2 separate regions of the Hordeum vulgare genome follow, and region 1 is linked to region 2. The links are chromatin contacts, called in public Hi-C maps. All regions are on one chromosome and are shown on one strand. The core of a region is the stretch at or near the end of the contact, and the rest is flanking DNA. Distances in the headings are between cores, read along the strand shown. Region 1 holds the start of LOC123413854. Region 2 holds the start of LOC123444500.

Region 1 (6,851 bases), core at 1,932-4,431, 660 kb after region 2:
AACCTTTTCGTCAAGCTGCTCCTCAAGACTCATATTAGCAACAAGTGTTTCCACCACCTCTAGATCATGCACAATAGAACCAAGTCTAACCTCTTTATTGTTGTCACATTTCCTAGATGCAGCTATCCAGTCTTTTGTACATATCAATGCTTCTATCACCTGGGGGTCAAGACGTCTGCGAAATGGACCAATAACACGACCACCAGCACTAAAAGCTGCTTCCGAGGCCATAGTGGAAACTTGTATGGCTAAAACATCACGAGCAAGCATTGATAACACATGATATACATTTTGATGTGTTTTCCACCATGATAAGATATCAAAGTTATCAAAAGAAACTTTGAAACCCTTACTGTAACTTCTATCATGTACTTATCCAAGTCAGTGTCACCTTCACTAACCCCATGAGTGCCCTGCTGAGACAGGAAATAGTCATCTTCATCTTTTACCATAAAACCAATATCACCTTCTTGGGAAGTAGTAGTGGTAGAGCTTGGTACATCAATGCTATGTGAATAGTTATAAGCATATGCTTGGTACATCTGCTTGACAACAACGACCAACTCTTCTACTTTACCACGATACAATAGATCCCCATGAACCTTTCTCATGTAATGTTCAATTCCACTTCTCTTGTATCTAGGGTGAAGAAAGAAGGCAACCACAAGAGCAAGATTTGACTTCCTCGAGTACTTATCAAACATAGTTTGCATAGAAGCTGCCATCTTTCTAATAGTAGTGTCACTACTTTTACGCCAACCAGAAATTAAAGCCTTGATTTCATAGAAGCCTTTATAGAATATATTTGTTGTTGGATATTGATTACCTGATAGTAGAGTAGCGAGATCATCAAACTTCTTAAAGCATCTACATAGAGTAACTGCCTTCTCCCAATCAGCATCTGTTGGAGCAAATTTGTCAAACTTATTTTTGTCAATATCATGCAACCTATAAAACACCTTCTTATAATATAGGGCATCACTCAACATGTAATATGTAGAATTCCACCTTGTTTGGACATCCAACTGCAGACCTTTTTTTGTGGACAACCCACACTCAGAGGCTCATCAACCCCCACATCCTCATTCTTGCCCTCAAGATCAATCAACTCATTTGCAACTTCACCGCCACTGCCAATATTCGGTGACTCTTCATCCTGAATTTCAGCTGGAGGTGATACAGTCATACTCTAAACTGCACTTGCACTTGTTCTTGCAGATGTTGATCTTTTCCCTAATATATTTTTAAGGCGATCTACAAAAAGAATAACAATACATAAGTAATCAGTCACTTTTTACTGATCAAATGAATTAATATCTTAGAAGTTGCAGCAAATAATAAATTAAATAGATCTTGTATACATGTCCAGGACTTGTACAGAAAAAGCTAACTGAAAACGTGTATGTGCAAGAAGCTAATCCAACACCTAAGCAAACAACTAGATGGATTTCTAGAGAGCAAGCAAGCAAACAGCTGGATGGATTTCTAGAGCTAGCTACTAGATTTGTTGCTTTCAATCTGGTGAGTTTTAGAGCACTAAGTGCGTACCTTATGCGTTTGTGTTAGTACCAAAATTACTGTCGGAGTGTTACGGTCGCGTCGACGCAAACCCACGTTGGATCAATGGCACATTGGCACACCACTGTCCGGTTGCTCACGGCGCACACTGACAGCCGGACATGATCGCAGTCACACATTATCGATGCTCTAAACTCGCGCGGGGCTGTGTGTATCTACGAATTCACTTACCTCCGTTGTTGGGACGAGATGATTGGCCATGGGATCTTTGTCCACCGTTCAACCGCCGAAGACTATCGGAGAGACCGGAGATGCAACCGGCGGTCGGGGAGACGAGATGGCGATGGAGAGATGAATGACAGAATGAGTATGTACCCGCTATCAGCCTATCAGGGTGATATGCTACCTATTTTGCATGCAACAATTGCATACCAAATTATGGTAGAGTATATCTATATATGGTAATATGGGGTGATTGCCAATTTACTATTTTTTGTCATTAACTTAGATGACATATATATGAACTGGGATGTTTGGACTTAATCTATCGGATATAATCCGATTTTCTTTTCTCGGATAGTCCGCAAAAAAGGCGGATAATCTACATCCGCCGGATAATAGGGATACCATATCCTCTACCATATCCATCGGATATCCGATTGATCGATATCCGTATCCGCATCCATATTCGGCGGATTCACATAATTGCATATCATATATTAAAAAACGGGTGCGGATGCGGATTCGGAGCGAAAATTATCCGTACCATTTACATTCTACCCCCAACCAGTTGAGCTAGGCTCACTCCCCGACCTATTTTCAATATATGATAAACATTCTTTTCAAACTATATAGTGAGTGTTTGTTTACTTATGCGGTGAACATATTTTTTATATATCAATTTTGTAAATATGCAATGAATAGTTTTTGTCTAATATTTAAGAATTTTCACATATTTATAAAAACTATTTACATGTTTGCATACAAATTCATGCATTTTAAAAATGTTTCTTGAAACCCCGACTCCTCTCCTCCCTCCACCACGGTACAAACATGATGATTCTACTTCAATCTCTTTGAGGCAATGGAGTTTTGGATGTCGCTCGCCTCCTCTTCCTCGCGGCATGTCCACCCTTGATCCCTGTGGCGTCTTCCTGACCGGTCGTTTCCCAACCTTCACTTCCCATGGCGGCGAAGGAAGAAGGGGTCCACAATGAATAATTTCTTTTTATGAGGTAAAGCCCACAAAAATGTTTTTATTTTCAATATATGGTGAATATGTTTTAAATACGTAGTGGGCATTATTTTCTTGGAAATATTTAGAATGTTCACGCCTTTGTATAAAAATGTTCACACATAAATTCGTTTATTTTAAATACTGACACATTTTTTCTAAAAACATACTCCCTTCGTCATTTTAGCTTGCAAAACATTATTATATTAAGGAACGGGGAATATGTAATTAAATTGTATTTTCAAAAAAAGATGTTGTTTACATGTTAAATAAAAAATCCAACTAAAACCGGAGTAAACCGAAAGGGAAAACAAATTTGGTAAATAGCCACAGACCTCGTAACGGGCCGGCGGCCCATGACCGCGCCACCCTCTCCTTCATATAAGTAGGAGGGAGGGTTCGATCTTACAGAATCCTCGCTCTGCAGCCGCCACTGTACGAACAGGATGGCGCTCGTTCGGTCTCTCCGCCGCAGCGGGGTTTCGGCCGCCCGTCGTCTCCCGTTCCTGCCCTCTTCTCGACCCCCGCTCCCCGTGGCATCTTCCTCACCCCCGCTCCCCGTGGCGTCTTCCCGACCCCGACTCCCATGGTGGCGTCTCGACCCACCACACCTTTCGCGCTGTCGTACGGGAGTCTCGGATCCACTGTAAGTATCCTATTGTAGTGCAGGGTTTCGGGTTCCTGATGATCGAGGTGGGTGGGGGCGGGGGTACGGCTCTGTAATCTAGGGTTTCGGAGAAGTGTAGGGTTTCAAGAAATGTGGGTTTTGGACGAGAGTAGAGTAGGATTCCCGATGATCGAGTTGGTTGGGGAACGGTGTGTTATAGGGTTTCAGAGAAGGGTAGAGTAGGATTCCTGATGATACGATCGAGGTGGGGTGCGGGACGGCGGTAGCTTTTTTCATCTAGGGTTTATAGATATTTCCAACCTATACTTGGATAGAGGTCACTGTTGTGAGTTCTTCATTTCAACTGAGTCATATATCACCTGCAAATAGGGTTTCTATTTCGAATTCTCATCACTTAGTGTTTTGGGATTTTTGACTGCAAAGAGCTAAACTAATATTTGAAAGTAAACTTGTATTTAAAATCAAAATATAATGTCTATATTGTTCCTACTTGCAAGTTATAACAGTCTAGTCCTCGGGACACTCTGCATCTTGTTGTTTCTTGTAATTGGCTATAAATGTTTTTATTTGCTATGTGGCTGACATGCATTTGTGTAGGATATTCGCGTCTTCCAACTTGTGCCGAGACGTGGCTTTGTCAATTTGCCAAATCTTTCAGGGAAGATGCCCAACAAGCTTTCTGCTGTATTTAAGGTTCTGTTTTTCTAACTTAGGAGCAAAATATTTTTGTTCAGTCCTTGTTATATTCTTAAAATCCCATTTCTGAATACTTGTATAGTTTATGGTTCATGTTTCGGTGATAGCAGTTTTGGCCCCTATGCTATCTTGTGCACTGCCTCATGCCATTTGTGGTTAACTGCAACAGTTAGATGGGAGACAAACTCCTTAATGTTTTTTATTCACCTTTTATCTTCAGGAATGCTGTCTTTTACATTTACCATTCGTAGCTCTAGAGAACCTATTCATTTCTAATGTGTTGTTTGAGCTACCTCTAATAATGACAAACTCCTTGATGTGTTTTGTTCTGCCTAGATGGCACCTCTTCTGTGTAGTTTGCGATTACAGTTCTGTGTTTCAGCTTGATCCCTCCGTAATGATTAATCTGTTTGTTTGCGACCGTCACTCAATTTCAGGTTTTTCGCAGCACGTGGGAAATCTGTGATCAATCTATAAGAGCAAAGTGGGCTTCGTTGTCTGCCAAGTAAGCTCTGAAATTTTGATGTCATTAGCTTATGTATATATATACTTTGCATAGCTAAATTATGCATGTTACTTTCCTTCTGATTGTTTGCACAGTCTCTGTATGTGTGTGTGTGTGTGTGTGTGTGTGTGTTACTTTCCTACTGATCGTTTGCAATTGCAGGCAAAAATTTGTGTGCCAGCTTGGTGGAATAGTGGCTGGATTCGAGGTTCTGCTTGCCTTACTGTTTTATTACTCGAAGGCGAAGATGGTAGCACGGGTTGAAAGCAAGTTTAAGGTCCATCAAGAGGTTCTCAACAAGCTCAAGCATATACAGGAAGTCGATGAAAGTAACTCAGAGCGCGAAGCAGCGGAGAGAAGGATTGAGGATGCCGGCGAGAGGCGCCGCGAAGCTGACGAGGGCGCTAAATTTGCAGCGCAGCAGCTTTCCCACATGGGCGCTCAGATTTACAAGCTTCAGATGGAGGTGGCTGAGCAAAAAATAGCTTTGCAGAAGATGATCATTGACCGTGGGAGCAAAGGAAGTGAATAACGTGGTAAGTACTCCAGAGAAACACTCGTGCTTTTTACAGTTATTTAACTGATTTGGTGACTCAACGGGTATTGCTGTGATGGTAGTCTTAGTCCTTGAATGAGCTGTGATAAGGATTGATCAATTTGGTTGTTTGCATGAATGAAGTATTATTTTTATGCCTGGCTTCTGAGCTGCACTGTATTATATACACTTGTCTTCTGAGTTGAACCTGCTAGATAATTTGATTGGTTTGTGTGTTTTGTGTTTCGTAGCTGGCCATAATTTTGATGAGATGAGCTGCAACACTTGACAAGATCTGACCGATGAATTGCTTGTTTAGTGGAATATTCTTCTACGCTTGTCTTGTGAGCTTTAGATGATCTGTTTTTCTTTGGCTTCTGTTGTTTGACCAATGGCCTAAGATAGATATTGCTGGAATGAACCTTTAACGAGTGAGGAGGGCATCCCATCAGTTGTTTGTTTGATGAAACGGTGAGACGATTTTTCAGTTATTCATTTGCATTCTTGTCTCTACCAAAATATCAGACTTTCTTATATTATATTTTGGGTACAGAGTGAGTAGTTCCTACCTAATTTTTTGCCATACTTTTGTAGGTCTGTGTAGATGTCTTAAGATTTTTTGCTTTGGCTTTATATAATGGGCTGTTTCTGTATTGCTTGTTCCAGGCCTGTGACAAGCCTAGCAGGTTCTTGCAAGGAGTTGCGCAGGGGGTAGCAAGTTGTAAGACTCATTTAAGTTGTTTTTTGGCGGAAGTTCCCAGCAGAAACCATGTTAGTTTGAATGTTGTTTATCTATCGACCTGACCTGCTGATCGGTCCTTGCTTGCTAGTATGTGAAATGGAACACATTTGCTAGTATGTGGCAGACATTGATAGCTAATGGAACGCATTTGCTTTTTGAGCGTGCTCATCTTTCTTTAATTCTGCTCTTCAGCTTTACAAGATTAACAATCTCGGTCTCGGGGCAACACCAGTTTTTCAAACCCAACACGCTGTCTGGGACGGCCCTGCGGATGTGGTCCGGTATATCTCTCCCTAATCTCCCCTAATATATATCTATACCTAATAATAAAGCGGCTACGGCTTCCGTCGAAAAACTCACCATGATATTTTTATAAAAAAGTCCCTATAATTTTTGTTATTCAACCCGTGCTTCATCATTTATCTGCAACACAAAAGAAAAAAATGATTCGCTGCAAAAATTATATCTGTACGCATCGCCTCCTCCCGTCAACCCTGGGCCACCCTGGCTTGCGCCGAGGCCGCCGCCACACCACTCGCCGTCGTGGCAGACCTCAACCGTTGCTGATCTCAACCCATCCGCCTCCGCGGATGTACCTCTCCCCGTTCACTGCCCCCTGTTGCGGCGGTCGAGCGCATCGCGTCGACCCTGATCCACCCTGACATGTGCCCAGGCCGCTGCCACACCACTCGCCGCCGCGGCCGACCTCAACCACCACTGCTGTCGATCTCAACCCACTCGCCTCCGCGGGCGTAACTCTGCCCGCTTGCTGCCCCCGTTTCGGCGCTCGAGCATAGCTTCTAGATCAAATCAACGCGACAGATACGACGACTTGGGATGATGCGTTTGCTCGATGCAGAACGGCGGTGGCACGCGGATAAGGCGCGGCAGAGCGAAGTACTTGCAGGTGGAGGCGGGCCTCCATGGCTCACATGGGGAACTCTGAGGTTATGGCGCGGCAACGACGACTCCTTATGGCCAGATAGAGGCGCC
Region 2 (6,882 bases), core at 2,670-5,169:
GATTTCAAATGTTGAGGTTGAAAGATACAAACTCAGAAACTGCAAGAGCCAGACGCATTGACAGACAGAATGAGGTTTCACTATTTCGGGTAGCAGAGTTTACTACCAGGAAGGTAATACATTACATGAGATACAGTTTTGAGAGCTCGCCCTGAGAAATCTCCGAGGCTACTACAGGCTATGGTAAAGCACATGACAAGCACTAACTCTACAACAAATCTTCTGTTGGTAAACAACACCACAATCCACATCAACAAATTGCTAACGGCTGGAGACCCAAGACCTCTTCGCGGCCAGCACCACCTGAGGCTTGGTTGTTAAATTGGTCCGCCTGCAAATGAACAACACCTTGTTTGTCCCCTGAAATCTGTTGTCTCGGCTCTCAGTTCGCCCACACATGAACAAGGCCATGGCGGTTGCCGGTGTAGATCTCATCGCGCACTTCGTCATAGTGCAGAGCTGTGATGTCTTCCAGAGCCTCTGTGATTGTATTCTGGAACTTCCATGTCTTCTGTTGCTTGTCGAAATTGCCAGCCTTTATTTTGGCCAAGCATTTCCCTGTCAGTATGTTGCTGATGTTTATAGAGCCAGCTGCACATGAGCAAACATAAGATGAGTCATGCTATCCATAACCACAAAAATGAGCATCATGCCCGTTTATCTGCTGACTGGTGGAAAGATATCACTTTGTAAGGTTAACTGGCCAAGGGCACCATTCATTCAAGGAGGGCCAAGTATGATATGATGCAACAAAGGATTAAATCTGCTCAATACCAGAAGTGCATGGAGCAGGAATGCACAACCAAAGAATGTCAAAGGAAACCAAAACAATGATAACTAGCAAGATGCCCCACACAGTGATTCAAATGTATAACAAATTACACAATTTATCCTACAACAAGCAGCAAAGGAAACCAAATCTTACCATTTTCTTCAGAAGATGAATCGCTGGAATCAGCCTTGCAATAAGAAATGATAATATCTTGATCACTGGTTATGTAAATGTTATTGGTATTGCAGTCAGGGTGCCACAGCAGGTGATCCTCAAATGATGTTACTAGTTCACCTCGGAAATTCCAAACTGCTACAGACCGATTCCGGAAAGTCAAAAACAGCTGGAGTTCATACAGAAAGATGAAGGCAGATGGAGTCATGAACTCAGTACTGCTCACTTCAGTCAAGTGGAAGTTCCGTACCTACAACAAAATGAGATAAACCCTAAGCAAGAAACAACAGCCATTTTGATTGATTGCCCGAAACAATTAAGGAAAATACTTACATCAAGTATTTGAAGATTTTCTCCATCCTGCTTAACCAAGAGCTTTTCATTAAACTGTTCAATGAAATCCACCTTCTTATTCCGATGGAGGAGGTGGTTGAAGAATTTCAAAACTGTACCATCCTCAATAGAAAGAATCTTCAGAGGAATAGAGCTGCTTGTTCTTGTATAAATCAAAAGCATTATACCAGGACTGTCACAAGTTAACAAGTATTAGACAAATATATATAACCAGGCCTTCCTACTAAAACAAATCAATTATTTTAAGTTTGAAATACATAAAGCCGGTTCACTAGGATGCACAACATATTGAGAACACCAGCAATATAAGATTACTGCTGCCCTTTGGATGTGCATTGGATGCATAATTTCTAGCTTTAATCAGTTTTGTCAATGTATTTCTCAGTTTTGCTGTTAGTAAGAGAAGAAGCATTCCAATGATAACAGATTTTTTTGTTGACCAACAAAGTGACAAAAAGCATGAGGAACATACGGTTACCTGATCTTTATTTCTTGAACATTCTTGTCACATATGGAATACAGTAGGGTGTAGTTTTTCAAGTCAAAAACCTTGTAAGTGCTGTTTGCAGAACGAGATGCAATCAGAGCAGTTCCAGGAAGTGCATACAGCCATTGCAGAAGTTAAAATTCAAAGTCATTATGGAAGTTCAAGTACCTGTCTTGAGCGGAATAAGTTAAAACCTTGCCATTGACATCATCAAACTCAACAAATCCAGGCCACTTCAAGGACTCTGTCTCAAAAAGAGGGAAACCAGCATCTGGCGTTCCACGGCGTATATACCTTGAAATAGTTGTTGAAAAGGAACTTCATCAAGATGAAAGAAACAGATATTCACTTGTGAAAGACATATGGACTCAAAGCTTACTCTATCCGAGTTGTCTTGCATCGCAAGGCACTGAAATTTTCAGAACCATACACTGACACAGTGATGAGTGAATCATTGTTCTTGTTGTAGAATAAACTACGAACAACTTCATCTGGACTTCCATTCAGAAAGCATATTCTCTTATTCATCACTGGAAATATAAGAAGAGGATCTCAGTATGACTATATGAAGCACAGGCACACTGCAAGAAAACAAGCATACCTCTACTGAAAGCAGCACATACTCCGGATTGTGATAAAGCAAAAATTATATCACGTGCTGCAACTATCTCAATAATTTTTGACCTCTTCCTAATGTAAGGCAGTAGCGCATTGTTCTCCTTAGGATCATGAGTGTCAAACTCCTCCTAAAAATGAAAGCAAATGTGCATTGTTAGAAGCAAGAACAGAAAGGAATAAAATCCCAAGGTTGACAGTTCTAATAGGTGTGACTTCTGGGCACAAGTAGCTTGTGGAGCACCCAAAATGCTGATGATCTCGATTTTGTTGAAAACAAGGTACCCTCATGCTCTTTTCTCAATGCAGGAAGAACACCAACAAAACGGTTATCTGGGCAGTGCAATGTCACCAAAGCAATGAAAAGCCCGGAGTCCAAGATAAATACACCCATTGGCAACACTTGTGTAATAGACAGGCAGCTGAATCCCAGCATTCATAGCCCCAACTTGGAATCAAACAATGATTAAATAAAATGAACAAACAGCTTAACTCAAAGGCCATATACGACAGATAAGTAAGATTTGCCATCTTCTTGTGCCATATGCGACAGATAAGTAAGATTTGCCATCTTCTTGTGCTGATTGCAGCAATTCATCAAATTGACAGGAATACAAATATCATGGATCTTGTACAATCATGAGGAATGAAGTAATAAATAGTATAATATGATTACATAGCAATCAACAATGCCCTAAATTTCATGAGAAGTTGCATGACAGGCCAGACAGATTGGTGCCAATATGCACAGGACAGCCCATCAAGGCACGCATCTGCTCAACTGGACTACCCATCGGTGGACTACCACAAATCCTCATTACTGTATATACAAGCGCATGTGCTAAATGCACAAACTTCTTCATTACGTGGAGCAAACAAAGCCCCGCACAGTATTAAACAAGATCCCAAACACTCCTACCACCGAGAGTTCACCGAAACCTAACAAGATCTCACTTTTCCCTGTCTACCTAACCCCCACACCCCGTCCACGAATCGGCTACTCTAATCCAGGCTATAATCGTGAGGTCCAGGACATCCGATGGCCGCAGTTCCCCCATAGCGAGCGAACAGAACCTCTCCGCAGACGCACGCGAACGAACAAAAAAGGTTAAAGAGGGTTAGACACCGGACCGGGGGGACAAGCAGGGAAAGCGGACCTGCAGCTGTATGTTGCGGAAGCGCTCCTGCGCGGAGTTCATGGCGAAGGAGCGTTCCCGGCGAGAGCTGATCTCCCGGCGCTGCAGCTTCCTGACGCTGCTGACGACTGCCTCCTGTCTGGGCCTCTTCCTCGCCACCACCCGCCGGCCGTTGCACGGCCGGGGGCTCGCCGAGATCCGCCTCGCCTCCATCCCCGCCAATCCGCCTCCCTCCTCCCGCCGCAACCCCCCGCCCACGCCGCGCGCAACAGATCCCCACTCACGCCGCCGCGACGGGGGCCATCACCGGCGAGCTCGGCTAGGGTTTGGGAGCTCGGCTCGGAGATTTGGGGTGGCACGGGAGGGTGGGGGGAGAGAGAATGAGACGGTCGGAGAGAATTAGACGGGCGTTAAAAGATGAGGCTACCGGGGTCAAGGCCTGACGCGCGGGCCCCACGCGCCAGGGACACGGGGGCGGTGCGCGGGCGGGATCGGGACGATGGTTTTACTGCTGGTTTGAAATTTTTCGGGGCCGTGTCCGAACGCACCAGGACCCGCCCTTCCCTCCGCGGAGTCCCACCGACGGGTGGGCCAGGGGAAGCCCCCCCCCCCTCCCCACATGTCAGTGAGAGATGTACCAGATCTGTAAGGACGGGGGGCGTCCGGGAAAGGAAGCTGTTTATGTCACGTGGTGAGCTGGGGAGCGGCTGGTAGGTTTCGAAATGGAAAGTGGTAGAGCTGGGTGTGTGGGCCTGCCCCCGTTTGGAATGTCGAAATTTGAAATGGAGCGCCGGCCAGGCTTGAAAAATCGGTTTCCCCCGGCCACCGGCGAGGGCGTATGCGCGTGGTTTTTGGTTTCCCGTTTGCAACTTGTAGTTCTTGTGCTCGGAGCTTTGATACATCCGGGGTGACCGGGTGAGCGGCCGCGCAAGGTTGAATCCCGTTGGATGATGTTTTTTCTTAATTTGGCAGCTTGTTCCTGTTTCGCGCGCTTTTGTTTCCCACACGCCCTTCTGCCCGGGCATGTTGTGCTTTCCTTTGTCAAAAATTCTATTTTTCGCGCGACATGTTGTGGGTCAATTGTGCTTCCGCTATAATTTAAATTCAGTGATACGCCTCATATGAAGTGTACGGCTAGTTGAATCTGTCGGGTGGTTTTTTGAATTTGGCGGTTTATTCCTATTTCGCGCGCTTTGTTGCTCGTCTACGTTACACCACCCCCCCCCCCCCCCGCCACTTTCATTTTTCGCGCGCTCGTGTTGTGGGCCAATTGGGCTTCCCTTATGATATAAACTCAATTTGGCATATTCTGCATATGCCTAATATTGTACGGTAAGGGCCCCTCAAAATTTCCAAAGATGGTAAGGGGTAAGGCAAATCAATTTTGGCCAAATAACGAACTAGCAATTACATGAGAGGTGAATCACTCATTTTGATGAATTCTTCTATTCGAGCTTAACCCATATATTGTAGGTGCTCCTGAGAAAACTAGATTAATTGTGTTGTTATTATGAAAATAATAGAAGAAAATGGGGTATTGCTTCATTAGCATGCAAAACAAAGTTAGCATGGGTGTGTATATTGGGGCCTATAGCGAAAGTCGTTGTACATCGACAATGGACACATTGACGTTTTTTAAACATAGTTGATCGCATTGTGGACCACGATCAACTCATGTGTTACGAGAGGTGTGATAAGGGAGTCCCGGACTATGGGGTCCTCGGACCGCTTACTCATTTCCATGGGTCGGACTCCTGGGCCGCTATATCATCATTATTGGACTACGGGCAAATAAAGTGATATTGTATACAAGATGGACTCTTCAGAAGAGTTGGCATGTAATCTGAGGCCACGTAGTGATCGACATATTCCTTCCTTGATGTAACCAACGTTGTGTAACCCTAGCAACCCTGGTATCTATATAAACCAGAAGGCCATAGTTTGTAGGCCAGATTAAGCTCATTACTATTAGGGTTTAGACCACAACATTCAATCTCAAGGTAAATCAACTATGTACTCTGTGCAAATCGAGCAATGTAACAAAAGGAGGATGTAGGGTTTTACCTTCATCAAGAGGGCCCGAACCTGGGTAAACATCGTCTTCATTGTCTCTTGTTACCCATCGATCCAAGATTCTTAGTTCGGACCCCCTACTCCAGATCTACCGGTTTTGACACCGATAGTGAGGGTGGCTCTAAATGTTAGCGCACTGCAAGGGATGACAACGTCAACCCCAATGCATCCCTAGCAAAAGGCCAAGCAGACTGCAACCGAGGCCAAGAAGGGTCAATCAATGGCTTAGTTGCCTAGTAAAGAGTTCTGGCTCGCCCACCAGTGCAACCCCTATGTTCAACCCCAAGAATAAACTTTTTGCAACCGTCCCTTCTAGACCAGGCAACAAGTTTCTATCTATCATAATGTGCTCAAGAAGAAGAAGAACATGTATGTATCCAATGTCCAGTCCATTGATATGGAACATCTGTAGAAGAATGCCCACTACTTTGGTGATGATCTTAGCCTTTGTGAGAAACTTGGTATTATCAATCTTATGCAGTTCAACAATGACTTTGATGCAGAAATTGTGGATGTGTTCTTTGTTACAGTCCATCTCGGAACTGATCCGGACTGGACTTTGACATGGATGATTAATGGAAAGCGATTGTGTGCTACTTTGAAGGAGTTCATGGATCTACTAGGCTTTGAGGATAAGGGGCTTCATACACCACTTGGATTTCGCCCCCACGAGGAGACCACATCTACTTACGAGAGCCACCTCTGGCCCTTCAGCACCGAGAAGGTCTCCACCACCACTGGCAAGTCAACATATGTGCTTGAACCATTTATTGGCATTATGCACCGCATCTTCAGGCACACTCTTTTTCCCTGTGTCGAGAACTTGGATGAGGTACACACTTATCTGGTGGATATATTGCTCTATTGTTAGCATGTGAGGAACTCAGTTGAGGTGGAGGTTTTGGATGTTTCACATGTCATGTGGTCAGAGCTCCTCTAAGTAGTTTCTAAGCGAAAGTGCCCTATGTATGCTCCTTACTTGATGCATATGATTGAGAAGACCTCGGAGAACACCTTTCGAGGCATCCTGTTTGAATGTGGTGAGTTGGTTCCCCATGAGATTGTGCAGTTGAGGCTGAACGGCAAGTGGTCCAATCATGCTGCTCTGGAGATAGATCTACCTAAGGATGATGATGACAAGGATGATAACTATGTGGTTGAGGGTGGCGCTGATCACAGTTACCACCCTCTAGTGCTGAGCCATCTTAGGCTCAGAAACTTAAGGAGAAGATGAAGAAGATGTTCTGCATTCAGGCCCATGGTCAATACAT

What was found. A called contact is a pair of places that touch in the nucleus more often than the background predicts.
Region 1: a contact with region 2 is called in a Hi-C map of seedling, with 5 times the contacts expected there. The contact joins the promoter of LOC123413854 here to the promoter of LOC123444500 in region 2. A contact is called at or near these places in 1 of 6 Hi-C or Micro-C datasets (seedling) and 1 of 1 datasets of contacts at active chromatin or transcription factors (embryo).

The regions. Positions count from the first base shown.
Region 1 is chr1H:451,419,155-451,426,005 of MorexV3_pseudomolecules_assembly, forward strand. It overlaps LOC123413854, which reads left to right and starts at 3,182. Exons shown (of 5, transcript XM_045106622.1): 1 at 3,182-3,398; 2 at 3,978-4,073; 3 at 4,514-4,581; 4 at 4,744-5,117; 5 at 5,368-6,014. The coding sequence starts at 3,339. The coding sequence ends at 5,113. LOC123422959 (a small nucleolar RNA gene) reads left to right here and starts at 5,379; the gene lies at 5,379-5,469. It also overlaps the pseudogene LOC123422948.
Region 2 is chr1H:450,758,091-450,764,972 of MorexV3_pseudomolecules_assembly, forward strand. LOC123444500 reads right to left here and starts at 3,920. Exons shown (of 8, transcript XM_045121233.1): 1 at 3,560-3,920; 2 at 2,389-2,533; 3 at 2,167-2,317; 4 at 1,956-2,081; 5 at 1,779-1,859; 6 at 1,280-1,472; 7 at 926-1,196; 8 at 58-591. The coding sequence starts at 3,751. The coding sequence ends at 383.